Linked DNA regions of Mus musculus: region 1 is linked to region 2. A link is a contact called in public HiChIP or PLAC-seq data. All regions are on one chromosome and are shown on one strand. Each heading gives the region's core, a stretch centred on a gene start, on an enhancer-like site or on the middle of the called end of the contact. The rest is flanking DNA. Distances are from core to core; before and after follow the strand shown. Region 1 overlaps Wwox (WW domain-containing oxidoreductase). Region 2 overlaps Wwox (WW domain-containing oxidoreductase).

What was found. HiChIP or PLAC-seq counts read pairs in DNA pulled down with a chosen protein or histone mark.
Region 1: a RAD21 HiChIP or PLAC-seq map of pro-B cells shows a contact between it and region 2, with 7 times the contacts expected there. The contact joins two enhancer-like sites. A contact is called at or near these places in 3 of 15 datasets of contacts at CTCF or cohesin (large pre-B cells, pro-B cells and stem cell-derived epiblast-like cells), 7 of 484 Hi-C or Micro-C datasets (cerebellum, embryonic stem cells, muscle stem cells and 2 more) and 1 of 115 datasets of contacts at active chromatin or transcription factors (large pre-B cells).

Annotation. Positions count from the first base shown.
Region 1 is chr8:115,108,730-115,111,975 of GRCm38.p6, reverse strand. All of the region lies in intron 8 of Wwox (WW domain-containing oxidoreductase), which reads right to left. Among named protein-coding and RNA genes, the nearest start is that of Gm39257, 150 kb to the right of the region's middle. Within about 2 kb of position 1,310, at least 17 of the 459 cell types and tissues checked have an H3K27ac peak or open chromatin away from gene starts, as enhancers often do. A contact at or near this core is called in pro-B cells, where this site is marked.
Region 2 is chr8:114,546,384-114,549,880 of GRCm38.p6, reverse strand. All of the region lies in intron 5 of Wwox (WW domain-containing oxidoreductase), which reads right to left. Among named protein-coding and RNA genes, the nearest start is that of Gm16116, 49 kb to the left of the region's middle. Within about 2 kb of position 1,335, at least 10 of the 459 cell types and tissues checked have an H3K27ac peak or open chromatin away from gene starts, as enhancers often do. A contact at or near this core is called in pro-B cells, where this site is marked.

The DNA of each region.
Region 1 (3,246 bases), core at 61-2,560, 560 kb before region 2:
CTGGCTCTCAGTTGGGTTTTCTGTTGAGGGACTTGAAAAGCCCAAGATAGCTTTTTTTTTTTTCCTTCGTGGTTGCAGTACCAAGACCTTCTTCACATCTGATCTTCTACACATCTGTAAGATGAAGGTGCTTGCTTCTCTCTCTGGCTGTCCACCAGAGCTAGGACTCAGTTTCCAGCCATGCTTGCATTTCTTGGCCCAAGTTCCCCTCCAAACCTTCACCAGTGTGACAGATCCACACGTGGAATTTCTCTCTCTCTCTCTCTCTCTCTCTCTCTCTCTCTCTCTCTCTCTCTCTCTCTCTCTCTCTCTCTCTCTCTCCCTCTCTCCCCTTGCCCCAGCTCTGGTGTGGAGCTCACTTCGTCTTAGGCTTTTAAGGTCTTCGGACTTTTCTCTGAAAACCTACTACAGGCTGTAATGCATCCTGGGAGAAACGTCAAGAAAGAATACCTTTTGGGCAAGGCTGTCCCGGGCATTTATGTAGCAGGTACAGAAATTTCAGTGTGGACTGGAGCCTTTCAGGAACCCACATATTTCAAAAGCCAAATGCCGCCGTCGTCAGAGTTTTAATTGTGCTTCACTCAGGAGAGAATTCACTTTTTCTGTCTGGCCATCCACCCAGCAAAGACCTTGGGAACCGTGAGGTGTGAATGCTACGCGCACGCGAAGTAGGAACAAGCCTTCATGCCTCCGTTCCACTGCAGGCCGGGCAAACAGACATTGTTCTGGGAAATTTTTGGGAACCAAAGCCCAGAGAGAGTGAGGAAGTAGGGTGACTGGGCTGCCAGAGTGGCCCCGACCTCTACTGAAAAGACAAAGCCCAGCCCTGCACTAGACCAACCCCCCCCCACCTTCCCCCCCCCCCACCCCCACCCCCCGCTTCTGCCTGTGACTCTTCACAAAGCGTCCTTGGACCAACAACCTCAGAAATAATGATTTAATTATCGGTGTTTTCTCAATGACATAATTAAATATCCACAGTGAGGTAAATTAACCTGAACTTGCTCATAGGATGCTTATGCACTACTGCAGAAGCTTAACCAAAAAAAAAAAAAAAAAAAAAAAAAAAAATCAGCTTTTGGCTGTTATGGATCTAAAATTAGGTTTCCAATTTAGGTCCCAGAGGCAAGAGGTACAAATGGCTATAAATAGCACGGAGGTGGCACAGTGTCTTTGGGGTGCTTCTCAGAGTTAAGAGGACGCAGCACAATCACTACATTGGACAAGGCAAGCACTCTCCTTTGGTTTATGATTGGCCGGGTTTGTCAGATTGTGTGCTCTGTGAGGTGAGTGGGAGCCACTGGGGGGGGCTGAACCGCAACCACCATAGGCAACTGCAGTTCTGGGGAAGGCCAGTCCAAGTCATGCTATTCACCCTCTGTTCCCTGGTTTTGTTGCCGTGCCCATGCAAACAGGAAGAGGAAACCCCGCCTCCACCCGCTTCATCGCCTTTAACTTCCAGAGGGGGAGAGAGAGGTACCTACTCCATAACACGTAGCTAGGGGCATAAATAAAAAGAAATAGAAAGATAGATAGACAGACAGGCAAATAAATAAGGTTTTGAAGCTAATGCCAGGGTCTCTGCCTTGACTGCTTCAGGCAGTAACACAAAATAAAAGAACTAAGTGGCTTAAGCAAGTATAATATTCAACTGGGTGGTGGTGGCAAACGCCTTTAATCCCAGCACTCAGGAGGCAGAGGCAGAGGCAGGCAGATCTCTGTGATTTCAAGGCCAGCCTGGGCTCCAGAGTGAGTTTCAGGAAGCCAGAGCTACAAAGAAAGACTGTCTCAAAAAAAAAAAAAAAAAAAAAAAAAAAAAAAAAAAAAAAAACCCTTTACCCTGAGGTCCCCCTGCCACAGTGACTTTTGGGCCACAGTCTGGCTTTGGATCCCGTTACTAAGGTCTCATTAACATGGTCTATTAAACCTTTTACACATGTGGCCCCTCTGTTAAATGCACCTAACAGCTTTCTCTGTTGGCCTCCTGATTGAATGCATAGAGTATTATACTAATTATTGTCCTGCCCTCTTGCATGTCGGGAGAAGGAGATAAGTAGGGTGGGAGAGGAAAGGAAGGAGGGAAGGAGAGAGACAGGGGAACATGAGACCTACATTTGTATGGAAGGCCATTCTCCTTTTGAAATAAATATGTGTTAAGAATTTTCTAGGGGACAGGCAAGATGGCTCAGTGGTAAAGGGCACTTGCCACTAAGCCTGAGGGCCTGAGTTTGATTCCCAGGAGCCACATGCTGGATTGAGAGAACAGACTTCCAATTGTCCCTGACCTCCATGTGTGCACATGAGTGCACACACATGCACAGGTAAATGTGATCTCAAAGGAAGGATGTGTTTCCGATTTAAAATCAGGAGGGAAAATGGCCTCAGCTGTCTCTCCGTTCTTAGAGGAGGAAATGAAAAGTGCAGCTATTTGAAGAATTTCTTGAATCATTGTCTTACATAAATAACTCAATTATCTCACTGTGCATTCCTAGTGTGCAGATTCATCTAGAGCACTATACAGTTCTGCTGCCCAAGAAGCTTGTGAGAAAGGTGAGAGATATTAAGTAGCCCAGAGGAACAGATGAGAAAATTAATACCAAATGATACATTCAAGGTCATGGGAGATATTAAATTAAAAGCCAGGATTGACTCCGGATCCAGTAGCTTGGAACTGAGTCTTTGTCCAGCCCACGTCTGCCAAGGCCAGCTTCTGAAAACGGACAACACAACATGGACAACCTAACGTACACTCAGCACGAGCCCTGAAGAACTGTAACACTCCAGATATTGAAAAAGCAATAAATAAAATAAATCAGAGAGGTTTTAGGAAAATAGAGGGGAGAAAGAGAAAGGCCTACAGGAAGGGCCAAAAAATTCTAACTTTAAAAGAATCCTTAAAAACAAAATCAACCCTCAGGCCCTGCAGGGACTGTAACCTAGGAGGCAGGATTCCCTCGCTCTGCTGTGGATCTAGGTCAATGATTGGGGTCAAGATTGCACCTTCCATCCTTGGGGGGGGTGTCCATGGTCATTTATTGATAAGGGTTACGTCAAGGGCCTGTTTTATAAGCATCAGAGTCGTCCTGGGGTCCCTGGGATGTCATCAGATGACCTTCCCTGAATAAGGCGAGATGGAAACCCTCATCTCATACTTTCTCAATCGGGCCACTGGATCAGGGGCCTGCCATAATTTCTAAATTGGGAAGAAAAAAAAAGTCACTGAATTCAGGTTACATCTTCTGTGAG
Region 2 (3,497 bases), core at 86-2,585:
CATGCCCCACCCACACCCATACCCAACAACCAACCCACACCCCCCTTTTGAGAAACTGACTCACTATTATTATTCTTATTCATTTTTATTCTGCTATACTCTGAGACAGGGACCCTAGTGTGATCATCATTACAGAGGCTTCACCCAGCAACTCAGGGAAACAGATGCATAGACCCGCAGCCAAACATTAGGCTTGGGGAATCCTGCAGAAGAGAGGAAAGATTGTAGGAGACAGCAGGGCCAGGACACCACAAGAAAACCCACAGAAATCAACTAACCTAGGCTTACGGGGGCTGACAGAGGCTGGCCCGACAATCAGTGAGGCAGCGGAGGTCTACGTCCTCTGCATACATGTTACGGTTGTGTGGCTGGCTCTTCGTATGAGACTCCTAAGCGTGGTGGCCATGACTCGCTCTTACTCTTTTGTCCGCCCTTAATAAAAGCAGAAGAGGCTGGTTTTGCTGCAACTTGACAAGCTATGCTTGGTTGATATCCTTGGGAGGCCCGCCCTTTCCTGAAGAGAAATGGAGGAGGAGAGGGTGGGGGTAAGGGGGGGGGGACTGGGAAGGGAGGGGGGAGGGGAAACTGCATTTAGGGTGTAATAAATGAGAAAAGAATAAATAAAACAACCAAAAAGTGTTGTGCTGGAGGAGCCGAGGGGGATGGCAACCCCATAGGAAGAACGACATCAGCTACCTGGACCACCCAGAGCTCCCGGTAACTAAACCACCAACCAAAGAGTACACATGACTCCAGATAGAGACGTAGCAGAGGATGGCCTTATCTGACATCAATGGGAGGGGAGGCCCTTGGTCCTATGGAGGCTTGATGCCCCAGGGTCAGAGGATGCTAGGGCAGTGAGGCTGGGGTAGGGTGGGTGGGTGGAGGAGCTCCCTCATAGAAGCAGGGGGAGGAGGGTCAGGATGGGGGGGGTTGTGGAGGGGTAACCGAAAAGGGGGCTATCATTTGAAATGTAAACGAATAAAATGATTAATAAAAAAAGAAACTGATACTGTTTCAAAAACAAACAAAAAATAAATAAGTGTTTAAGACCACCCAGAAGGGCACGTCCAGTTGAGTTTTCACTCTAATCCCCTTGCTAGAAAGGACAAAAAAGAGAGGAAAAGAAATTTTAGAGAGAGAGAGAGAGAGAAGGAGACGAGGAAAATAAAGCAAGGGGAAGGAGGGAGGGGGTTTGGGAGGGATTCTATATACAACATCCTTCTTACTCAGTTTTGTTTTACTTAACTTTGAGTTGTAAATCCCTTGTGGGATGAGACTTGTGGTATTTTATAATTCTTGTTCTATTTTTAAAATACAGACGTGTGGTTCTCTGTACCAAACCAGCCTGACAGACAGTGAGCTGTGGCCACTGTGTGATACCGGGCGCTGCCTGGGACTTGGAGAATTATCAGCATCGTTTTGACTCAGTGGCTGCTTGGTCCTATAAATCCAAACATACCCAAACGAGTCCAGGATTTCTCAATATACGATATCGCTGGTTTTCAATGATGTTAAAACCAAAAGGAGGAGGATGGGACAGGAGCCCAGGCGCTGAGCACCTCCTGTATCCTAAGAAAGGGACACACAGGCCACCCTTGAGCTGGAGCTGTGGCAAAGAGTCTGGGCCCACACAGCACACATGTGAACTTCTCATGACCCTCAAGTACACTCACATGATATATCACACACACCATAAAACAGCCTTGTAATTACAGGGAAAAATTGATTTTAAAGGGCCTATATCAAAATTAATAGTCATAAAAATATAATAACCCATGTCAGAGAATTTAAGGACCAAAGAATTTTTTAACATTATATCTCAGACTTATAAATGTTATATATAGCATTCACAAAGGCCTTTTTAAAAATAGAATAACTAATGCATTAGGGATTTATTATATAATCTCAATATTTTAAAAATAAGTATTAATATCCTCCCCTCTCCCCATGCTCAGGCCTAAAATCGATAAGTTCATCTCAAATCATTAAAGCCCTGATTCCAGGGCACATGCTCTGCATCCTGGACTTAAAGGATAAAGTGCTTGCATCAGCCAGAAGAGGAGGCAGTCACACGTGTGCCTGCAAGACGCAACACAAGGGAGGGCTTTTCCCAGGGGAGCAACCAGTAAGAAGCTCCAAGGAGAAGAAACTTTTAGAATATTTGGGTGAAACTAGAGTATATCCTGGAATGAAAACTAAGCCAGCAGAAGCAAATATTTTAAATTCCTGGTTCAATTCCACTCCAGAAGATGAAACCCACAGCTGGTACTATTATTGGACTAAAAACCTCTGGCTAGACAGTTCACAGGCCCTCGAGAAACTTACTAGTATTATTCTGCTAAATGGACATGGTATTAAAATAACTAACTCCTAATGAGTCATCAATATGCTACACCTATAGATTAACGTGCTTCTCGGTCCTCATCAGGGAAACTTCTGCCTGTAGTAGATGGTGACTAATACAGAGTCATGCAACTGTCAGAGTATAGAGACCATGAAACAACAGAACTATCAGCCCTACAGGGAATATATACGCACCCTCATGCCTTTCAAAGTTAAGGGTATGAGAGCTACAGGCCAATGTGAGAGCCACAGGCCCATGATAACTATGAGGCAGCAGTAGCTGCTGGACCTAGGATGGAACTACACATACAAACTCACAGAAGCTGTGATAGCGGGGGGGGGGGGGGGGGGGAAGGGGGGGCTGGAGCGATGGCTCAGTGGTTAAGAGCACTGACCACTCTTCCAGAGGACCTGGATTCAGTTTCTAGTGACCCCATGATGTCTCATAACTGTCTGTCATCCACCTCCAAGTGATCTGATGCCCTCACACATACATGCAGGCAAAACACCAATGCACATAAAATAAAAACGAATCATTTTTAAAAGGGGGAATTGGGATAACGAGTGCAGGGCCTGGGCAAACCCAAATCGGATGAATTCCTAGCGTGAAGGGAGGAGCTAAGGACCTGGGCATGGCCTCTCACCCGGAGAGGTGGAGTGTTGGCATTGGTTGTGGAAGGAGGAGTCGGTTTCTCTAAGAGTGCAGCCTCTGGTGGAAGGCCACTAATCCAAGAATATTTGGGCAGTGCAAACTGGATTGGATGACATTTCTCTTTTGTTGTTTTACCAAAAGGCACACGTTGGATTGACGGTGAAGGGTGGGTGCATCTGAAGAGCACTGGGGGAGTGGGGCGGGTAGTGAATATGATCAAAACGCATTGTAGGGAATTCTCAAGGAATTGATAACTTTTTTTTAGATAAAATAAAGTCTTGATTAAACTGCCATGATACATATATGCGATGAAACCCACTGATAGGGACAGAACCAAACATAAGGTAGATAACACATTTAAAATGTCCTCAAGTACCTAAAGTCAGCAATAATATACTTCACACTGAAAAACTCGTGAAAGGAATCGATGTCACATTGAGTCTTTTTTTTTAACAATTAAAATACAAGAAATTCAATTCATGGCTACTGTAATTGGAAA